Regions from separate parts of the Mus musculus genome. Here region 2 is linked to region 1. The links are chromatin contacts, called in public Hi-C maps. All regions are on one chromosome and are shown on one strand. Each heading gives the region's core, a stretch centred on a gene start, on an enhancer-like site or on the middle of the called end of the contact. The rest is flanking DNA. Distances are from core to core; before and after follow the strand shown. Region 1 overlaps Prkn (parkin RBR E3 ubiquitin protein ligase). Region 2 overlaps Prkn (parkin RBR E3 ubiquitin protein ligase).

Region 1 (5,049 bases), core at 1,633-4,132:
TTCTCCTGGCGTTCTGAGAAAGCACACAGGGGAATCCACAGCAGCCATGTCCTTTACTACCTCCTTGAATAGACCAGAACATTTTCTGGGTTCCAGTAATTTAACACCATAGTCCTCAACAAATTTTGAAGAAAAGGGTCCAGGCAACATCTGGAACACTGTCATCTATCACATGTTGAGGTTTGTTCTTTTGTTATGCTAAATACTAGTTTCTCCCAGAGATCACACATCAACCCAAGGTGATGCTATGTCACTTTGCCCCCCAAGTTATCCCACATTGGTGAATAAAGATGCCAAAAGCCAATAGCTGGGCAGAAGAGATATAGGCAGGGTTTAGGGTTTCCAGGCTTGGGGAAGAGCCACAAAGGGGGTGGGGCCGTTGGGGGAAGAAGGTAGGGAGAGGAGAAGGCACCATGGGATAAGAAGCTTAAAATAATGGCCATGTGGGCTGGCTAATTGAAGTTAAGAGCAGCCCAGACAAAACATGGCAAATTTTATAATGGACTTATTGGCTGAGAAATAGACATGCTAGCATAGAGGTTAGATATCTGTCCAGCTCTTGTGCTAATTAAAGCTCATTGTAAACATAAAGGTCATGTGTGCCTTTTATCCAGGAACTAAATGGTCAGATGGAGTTTTAGAAGCCCCAATTGAGATGAAATATTTTCTACAATCTGTCACCGTGGAAGAGTGCTTTCCCATGATTCACTTTCTGACTGCAGTGAACCTTCCACAGAGTCCCTCCCCTGCCTATTCCAGCATCCTCCACAGGCTGGCCACATGTTCAACGCCTCATGTGCACTGACTGTCCTTACTCTTTCTTGCCATTCCTTGCTCTGGTGGTCCAGCCCCCAGCCTCCCTCAAAGTCTCCCTTTCATTCCATCTCTTCCCATTGAACCCTTGCTGCCCTCGGAGCCAGGTTCCCCAGATCCCCTCTGAGAGGCACCATAGCTCGTGTCGACAATGGTTTCCTGATAACGGGGCTCCTTCTCCCATCTCTTTCTCTTGTGGCTTTGTTCTCTCTGTTTCTCCGCTGACTTGCAGCACTGTCCCACCCCAGGCCCGGTACAGCTCCAGTGTATCACTTCAAGCTCTGGAGATGTTGCACTTAGGGCATGCTGCCTGGTCACTCTGGTTGCCGCCCCTGCACTCCTCCATTGTCACAGCTCACTCTTACCATGTCCGTGAAGAGAGTACCCACTGTGCCATTCGCTCTAGGACTGCAGTTCTACAGCAGTGTAACAGCCATGTCACTGTCCTGCAGCAGATTAGCAAGGCCACTGGTCCCCGCTCTGCAGGGCTCTGATGGCACCAGGGTGAAGAAGAAAGATGACTAGAGATATTTCTGAGTTGTGGGCTGCCATCTAGACTGGGTCTAGAGAACATTTCACATAAGGACAGCCCAGGACAGCCTTGCTAGGGAGGAATAATGAGAATGGATTCTATAGTGCCAGGGGCTGGAAGGACAAGGTCAAATGTAGGTGTTCTGGGGTGGTCACCCAAGTCTTTCTGGACCATGAGGGGCACAGATCCAGTCCCAAGGCCTCCCGTGAGCAGGCACCTTTGTGGCTTTTTTTTTTTTTTTTTTTTTTTTTAGGGCTAAAGCTGAGGTTTTAGAATTTGATCATGTGTTAAGAGTTTATGGGATCATTTCAGAGAAATTTCTTTCTTTCATGTCTAAAGGTTTCAGACTTTAAAGTATATATTGTATATTGAACAGATTCCTCCCTGTGCTTCCTGCCATTTCTCACCCCTCCACACTGCTGTTTATCCTTTTGTCTCCATAAAGGGTTGTACCTGACTACCAGTGCAGGTACCCACGGAAGCCAGAGGTGTGACATGCCCCAGGAGCTGCAGCTCTAGGTAACTGTGAGGCTGGGAGCAGAAATCAGGTCCTCTGCAAGAACAGAAAGTTCTCTTAATCCCTGAGCCATCTCTCCAGCCCTGAACAAATTTCTTAATATCCTGGTATGTTAGGTTGACTTTGTTCACTCGGTTGGACTAAGAAACACCACTCAGGGAATCAATGAAGCATACCTTGGGTGTGTCTGTGATAGCAAAGTGAAGTGAAAAGCCTTTCTATGGGCAAAGCCCATGAGTGAATAAAAAGAGTGAAAGGAAAGAGGAAGAAGCCTGTAGCACATCCTACTTTCTCTGTTTCCCATTCCAGAGATGAGGCATCTCAGCCACCAACATCAAGCTACCCTGTCCGCCATGCCTTCCTTTCTCCCAACCCCAATCAAATGTACCCTCCATCTTGTAACCACACAATCAATTCACGAAGACAGTAAGAAAATAGAGTCTCTCCCTCTAATGTGTTAAGGAAGTTTGTAATTCTGTACCAGGCTACATTCATAGGTATCCTGGGGTTCATGTGCCCCCACAGACTATAGGTCGAACTCACAGGCTGAAAGCTGTATGAGCAGTTATTCCTATACTTCCTTTAATCAAAATTGCTGCAGCTAGTGGCTCTGGGATCCTCACACCTATCCCCCAGACAGACAGATTGACATTCGCCTTTGTTTGACCAAATATTTTGTAAACTATCTCCCTGCTGTTAGGTTCTTATTGCCCACAGCCCATCCTTCGAGAACAGATGCTGGGGTGTTTCCAGCCGTTTATGCTTGAATAAGGACATACGTTTTAAAAGACAAATAGGGGAATTCAAGGAGTCCTAGGACCTATGAGTGAGGTCCGTGGGACTGAAGACTTTCTTACAGCAGCTCAAAGTTCATTTTACATTATCAGTTCTCCGTTGCTACCTGAACTTGGCCTCACTGCAAGAAAAGCGAATTTTAATGCACCGACACGCGGCACATGTGGGCAGTGGCCCCACCTAGGGGCAGAACGGTGTATTTTCTTTCTGTCTTCTCTTCCTGTTTATTCATTTTCTGAGTTGAAGAATGGAAAAGCTCACAGACTTGCAGACCAGGGAATTTTCCATCAGCCTATCCAGAAAGCTGGAGGATGTTTGAAGGAGACATCACTTGGAACAAAAGACTGGCCACAGCACATTTTTTTTCCCCTTAGGATGTCACCAACAAATTGGCTGCCCTGTGCCACACCCACCCCCTACCCCCATGCCCCGATTTGTCTAGAAGCACGGCTGAGGGGGAGCAGGAATGAGTTAATAGTGTGAGCCATTGACTGTCACAGGGGTGCGGGCGAGAACTGCATTGGAGGAAGGCGAGCCAGATCCACAGTTGAATGGGCTCACCCGATTCACAGATGTGGCATCAGTAACTCTGGGGTTCACATAGCTTCACTCTCTATGGAAGCTTGGGAGCAGAAAAGCCTGAGAAGCTAGGAACCGAACAGCTCTCCCAGACATAGGGATGTGACGGGGGAGGGAGTGGCCAGAGGAGCTTACAAGTGGATGGGAAGTCTTCCTTCCCACATTTTTTTCCTCCCAGGTATCTTAGCTGATCATAATGTTTATTTCAGAGGGAAGAAAGCCCTCACTCAGAGACTTGAAACCACATATCCTTCACAACTCAGAGAAAACGCTGAAGGTTGAAAGTACCTGTTTATCAAAGGGAACCTATGTTACCTCCGTTCTTGTTCGTGCAAGCTCACTGTGTTCTCATTCACACTTCACTGAGCATGAGATGACAAAACTGTACACTGATTGCATGTACGAGGCCAGACTCAATCCAGGCCACTCGGCTGACAGTTTCAACCCAATCATATATGGAAACTCCCTTGCATCAGGGCTGAAAACAGGTTAGGGAACTCACATCACTGGCATCAGGAGCCTGTGTGTGCTACAGGTGAATATGAGATTCCTGGAACATGGTGGGGAGTTAGAGAGAGGGGGTGAGGGAGTCATGGGAGGAAGAGGTGGAGAGACAGGAAGAGGAGGGCAGGAGAGAGCCCTTGGTGCTCCCGACAGAATTTGAAGAGTGATGATCTAAATCCATCCTGAAGCCGATTGTAGGAGCGCTGTCTAGAGCCTGTTGTCTCAGTGGCTAAAGCCAGCAAGAATGGCAAATGCTAGCAAGCATCTCTCCCTCCCCAGCGCCCGCCCTCACCCCTGTGTGTGTGTGTGTGTGTGTGTGTGTGTGTGTGTGCGTGCGTGTGTGTGTGTGTGTGTGCGCACGCACGCTGTGTGCCATGTATGGAGTGTTTAAGACAACTGGAAATGCCTCTGTGGGCAGCTTAAACCTACAGGCATTGCAAGCCGCCCACCTTCTCTGTGAGTTATAATGAAAACTCCCACAGCTAGTCTGCGTGTGCACAGAATCCAGACTCGGAGGTCACCAGGCTCAGGAAGAATTCAATGAAAAAGGCTTCGGCGTCTGCAGCTTGAAAGCTCACTCTCCCATCTTGGTGACTCCACCGGGTACAGACCAAGGCAAATGTGAAACTTCCACCGGCCCTGCCCAACCCTCCCCAGCACTGGAAACCAGCCCCACTTCCCATTTCCCATCTCCCGCGGTAGCTCCACTGAGGGCCGCAGCGCTGGGAGGGGAAGCACTTCAGTGCAGGGCCTTACATCACTGTCCTATTAGTCTAAGCAGAAGAGAGCAGATTGTTTATTTTGGTTCAGCTCTGCTCCAGGCTGTAACATCAGATGTAACTCCCAGAGTGACAAATTCTGATCGCAGTGTCACAGAGTAAACAAGAGCCAGGGAAGCCGGGTGAGCATGCTTCCATAGGGGGTGTGGAGTGGGATGGCGTCCAGGTCCCACTTTGAATCCCTTTGTCTTAGGCAGCCCCCCAGCCTTTCCCTGGGAATCTGTACTTTTCTTCACATCCACCCACGACCGTCAACAGCTTCCACCAGGCTAATAGACCGGGTCTTTAATTTCTTTCAAAGTATTAATGAAAGGTGATTCCTGCTTTTCCCTTAGAGCATATTTAACTCCTTTCCTAGTTCATATTTCATGAGATTTGCTGGGTATTTCTCAATGCCGCAAAGCCCAGGAGACATTAATTCTAATCTCAAGTGGCAGACTTACCCCATGAGGGTATTGCTGATACCCCGAAAGTTTGGGCCAGGACATCTGTCAAGGGGAGCCACAAGAATGACATTCTAAGGCTCAGTT
Region 2 (5,049 bases), core at 1,686-4,185, 340 kb before region 1:
ATGCCATTGCCTAGGTAAAGTTGGGAACTGGGAATCTCTGGTTAGGGCTGTAAGCCATACTGGCCTTCTGACAAACATTGCCACCAGATACAAATATTACCTGGGTTAAGTAAGAAAACCCAGACATTTTCATAATCACAGAACAGGGAACACCTTCAGATCCCCATCTTACTCCTCATAGCAGACATTTTGAAGATGAACTAAGTTCTCATGAGCGTGTCTAAATGTGTTCACCCTCAGCACAGAATACTCACTCAGTATTTGGGATTCTCTGTGCATGTTTCCAGCTTGTCTTAACTATTTCACTTGTTGTCAATGTAGAATCATTGTATCACAGTAATATCATGGCTTTGAACCTTATCACTAGTGACTTAAAATTACAAACTTACCACAAAATTCCACACAACCCATTCTGATGCACCTTTGCACTGTAAAAATATAACTGCTGGCAGCAGGGTCCCGGAATAGAGCTCCCACAGAGGCATGGGATTGCAGCAGGAAGGAGCATGACGTCACCTCCCTCAAGGTTGTGTTTATGGATGGGAATTCTCACAGCTCATCTCGGTGGCTGGGACGTCTTGGCTTGTTGGTGATGGTTCACGGCTGGGTGGTCTGTAGTTCACAGAGCTCCTGTCCTTTATTTTAATATGGTCCCTCTCCTGGAAAACTCTTTGCATAAGCTCATTCAGTTCATCCCTGAAATCTCTCCAGTGAATTCAACTGATCAAAATGTGAAATCCCAAGCCTAGCTGATAAGGCCTGCCAAGACTTGGCTACCATTTGCTTCTGGGCCCATTCCAGTCACTTCCCTCACTGAGTGGTCCAGCCACACTGAATATGAGCCCAGATACCAAGCATCTCTCCATCCGAGTCCAAAGCCTTCTCAGCTATTTGTAACCTCTTAGGCATCTATGGCTCACCTCCACATCCTCTGCCACTCACCGATGACCTACGAAAGGCCTAGTTATCTTCCCTGGTGGTCTCTTGTTCTACAGATCTACAGAAGTTCTTGATCTACAGATCATGCCAGAAGTTGCACGTCTGCATTTGTAGCTAACTTGATTTAACACAGCCACGGAAAAGTTTGGCTCGCCATAATACAGGTATCAGGGCACGTAATATTTAATCAGTAAATAATATAATGAATTATAAACACATATATTTCTTATAATAGCTGTCAAATGTTGAGGGAAAAAACTTGTATTCAATTCTTTAAATTGACCATTTTTGTACTTGAAATAGAGAACACTTTCTCATTTTTATAAAGATTGGGTTCACCATGTGATATCTGATTTTCCATTGGTATAAATTGTTAAATCAAACCCATATAGGCTATTAGCTTTTATCCAGGGTTTGTTTAATAGTGAGCCAATGAATATCCTATACATTCACACCCCTGACCTGTCATTGAATTAATGGATACATTTTACTTTGGTGTATTGTCTGTCCAATATTTTACTAGAAATGTCACCTCTTTTAGGGACTTTGGGGGGTCCAACTTGTGGTTTAATAATACTTTATAAGACTTTATAATGCAAGGCTGTTGGCCTATTACTGCAACAGTCCATCAACTAACCACCTAGACTTAACCTGACTCTCCTGCCATTGCATCTCCACCATATGGCTCTCTCTGCTTTACCTCTGCACTCTGCTCTGGTCCTGCTTCCATTCTTCTGCCTCCTTCGATCAGTCCTACCAGCATGCACCACCACTATCCACCCCATAGTCATATAACGATTTCTTCAAGGTTACATATGACTAAGGCCATTCAAGCAGGTAGCTATAATGACCTCCACAACATCAAACCTTTACATTCCTAGTAGATGGTAGTAGAATTAGGCTAATGAGACTTAGAAAGCTTCAAAAGACCCTTACAAGGTCTCAGCTCCCTCTGAGAGTATACAAGAGATAAACAGGTAATGGAAATAGGACACACAAGTCACATAACTGTCTTCTACTCACCTAGCTTTCCCTAAGGCATACTGTTTTGGATCTGTCAGTGCCCTCTCCATCTGGGCTGAGTAGACATAAACATTTCTTTTCCTTTTTTTCCAGGAAAAATTATACAACAAAAAACAATTCTAAGAATATATGTAGTCTTTTATTAAAAATAAGTTTACATGCAAATGTAATCTAATGCTAGTAACCATGTTCATGGACACTGAGCAATGCATCAGATGCCTCTTTCCTTAGGGAGTTAATAGTGAAATAATATGCATAGCATTTTTAAAATACAGCAAAGTTTGCTGTTTCAGCTCTCTCTGTGGCAGAAAATAGTCTTAGTGCTGTATTATTATTTTCTGAGAGAGGCTTGCTATTTTTGTGGAAGAAAGAAACCATGCTTTTGTACTGGTGTACAGTCCTCTCTCCATTCAATTATTCATTACTTACTGTGACTTTTTTCTTTTTATTCAAGTGCCGGTTTCAAATACAAGCTCTGACATTGATTTCTCTGTCCCAGTGAGCTGTCTTATATATTTTCCAATCCGTATTGGCTAATGTCCTCCAAAGACGCGTGCCGTTTTGTGCAGATAGTGGCTCCGAGAAGGGCCTTATCCTAAGAGTACACAACTAGGATTGGTGAGCTGTGTTTCTTAAATTGATTTAAGGCAGACCCTGATTGCTGGCAAATCCAATCAAAGCTCTGTGATCTGGAGACCCCAGTGCAGTTTTAGCAGAGAGAAAAGAAAACCATTGAACCATTAGAAATGTTGGTTGTGAGCAGCCTAACCTCATCTTCGTGGAGAACTCGTGGATCTCTTTTCCCTCGTGGGAAAAGCAGTTCACCCACAGATCCTAAAGAGGGGTCCCTTGTTCTGACATCTCAGTGGCTGTGCAGTCAGCCAGCCTCTACTCATCAGGGAAGATGGGAGCTCAGCCTTCTTGGGAGTGTAAGCTTCTCTCTCTGCTGACTCACTCACTTTCACCCTCACCAAGAGAGCAGTCCAAGCCAGAGCTGGGAAGAAGCAGGCACTGTGGAAGCCATGGCTAGACAAGGACGTAGTCCCAGGAAGGCACTTCCAGACAGATGATTGCTCTAAGCCAGGGAAGGGAAGGACGTTCACTCGTGGGGACAGGCTGAGATGCCAGCCAAGTGCACAGCCCACTCACATCCTGCCTGGAATGATCACTCACTCCCTGCTTTTCTGCAATCACTTTACCAGGAATATGAAGTTAGCTTGCCCAGACGATAAAGGGACATATGGCAGTCAAGGAAGACATTCATCTCTAAGTAGGTCCTGGTGACTGTGTGATGCTCTCCATGCCCATCTCATTGTGTCCTATATAGTGAAATGAAGGAATAGAGCACTGGGAAGTTGGCATATTGGAGCTCCTTCCCACCTTCTATCATCTCTGCAAGAGAGCATAGTGCTTACCATCACCTTTCCTGTTTCTGTTGTCTATTTTGGAACAGCAGTAGAGATGATTAAATTAGGTTCTATCATTTATGAAGAATCAGCTAATGTCTTAATCTCCTAATGAAAAGTCCTCGGGATGCTTAGTATCAGTTGGTTATACAGAATTGCCATACAAGGTAAGTTCCTGGGAACCAGACTATGCCCATGACTGTTATTTTCCCAAATGATCTACCCTGGGATATCAATGACCTGGACGTAGAAACAGCTGTCTGTTTCAGGATTGCAGGAGTAGCGAGCATCTCCTTATTCGCGTAGTTTCCGATGTAAATCTAACTCAGTTCTCCGTCCACATACTTGGAGGAGCTACAGAAGCACTGCCATGTTCCTCCTTCAGTATCCCCTCCCCATGTAAAGGGTATGTTTGTCTAATTAAGGGCAGAATTAGTCTTAAATTGTTTTAAGTCAAATGTTAATATATTCTAAGACCCAAGAAAAATAAATAGGTTGCTCTGTGTAAAATATGTGTTCTTTAAAATCAATGAGCAGCATTAACACTTTATTTTGGACTGGTGGTCAGTGAGGAACACACTGGAAGAGTTAGCCTCTCTATTGGGGGATATTTTCATATAGCTCTACAGTATTTCCTTTTCAAGTAACTGAACTGGCATTTAAGAGAAGGACAGGAAAGAGGACCAACATGGGAAAGGGTAAGATGGAGACAGAGAATTTATTATACCTCTGACAATTCCTAAGGAATGAATTGAGAAAGCTGATAAACAATGTATAAAATTACTCTATCATCGAAAGCATTACTGTAGTGCAGAAATAGTCAACCTATCGATTTACATCACACTGGAAAGACAGGTGTCTGAATAGTCTCAAATATTTTTTATGAGATGGGAAGAAAGCCAGAAAGCTACAAGAGATTTTTAAAGTTATTTTTCAGATGTGCATGCCTAGAATTTTTATAAAGCATTGCCTCAAAGAGCCAAGGAAACCTTATTCGCTGTGAAATAGTTTGCCTGGTGCAAGACAGGAGCAGTGAATTAGCAGAAGGGTTTCTGTAGATGTGTTTCACTATGTAATTGAAAAGCCAGAATGTGATCTCTCCAGGCTCTTGTTAGATTTGTGGGACTCTCCCCTGTTGTCAATAGTGATGTTGGTTATCTTTAAGATGTAGATAATCTATGTTAGAATATGATCTAATGAATGTTAAAGTCACTAGACTGATCCTAGGGACATATTGTTCAGACTAAACAGTCTTAAAATGTGATAATAACAATTGCTAACTATAGCTGGACCAAATTGGGAGGTTGGTTATCAGCCAGCTGCCTTCTTCTTGGCTCATTCCCTAGATTTCACCAAACTTCAAGGCTAGCTGGCTGCTGGCAGTTCTTCATGGCTTTCATCCATCCTCTAGGGCTTTTGTGGAACCTAAAGAGTGTTAAAATCAATGAGCCATCATCTGCTGTGTAGGAAGATGTTATAAGTATTTGTTTCAAATAGGGCATGCTTCTTGTTTCAGCAGATGTTTCTAGCTCAGGAGATGGCTTCCTGGTAACAAATTCACCCTTGCACATCCAGTTCTATTAAAATGTGCTACTGTCAACCTACTTCTTGGCTTGTGTGCAGCAAACAAACACACACCTATATTTAATTCAAGTATTTATTGGTACCCAATAAATGTGCT

What was found. Hi-C and Micro-C count contacts between places; a contact is called where the count stands out from the background.
Region 2: a Hi-C map of cerebral cortex shows a contact between it and region 1, with 3 times the contacts expected there. The contact joins two enhancer-like sites. A contact is called at or near these places in 5 of 484 Hi-C or Micro-C datasets (the N1E-115 cell line, cerebral cortex, cortical neurons and 2 more).

Annotation. Positions count from the first base shown.
Region 1 is chr17:11,608,814-11,613,862 of GRCm38.p6, forward strand. The region is part of intron 6 of Prkn (parkin RBR E3 ubiquitin protein ligase); the gene reads left to right. Among named protein-coding and RNA genes, the nearest start is that of Gm41525, 54 kb to the right of the region's middle. Within about 2 kb of position 2,883, at least 14 of the 459 cell types and tissues checked have an H3K27ac peak or open chromatin away from gene starts, as enhancers often do. A contact at or near this core is called in cerebral cortex, where this site is marked.
Region 2 is chr17:11,267,361-11,272,409 of GRCm38.p6, forward strand. All of the region lies in intron 3 of Prkn (parkin RBR E3 ubiquitin protein ligase), which reads left to right. Among named protein-coding and RNA genes, the nearest start is that of Gm41526, 140 kb to the left of the region's middle. Within about 2 kb of position 2,936, at least 6 of the 459 cell types and tissues checked have an H3K27ac peak or open chromatin away from gene starts, as enhancers often do. A contact at or near this core is called in cerebral cortex, where this site is marked.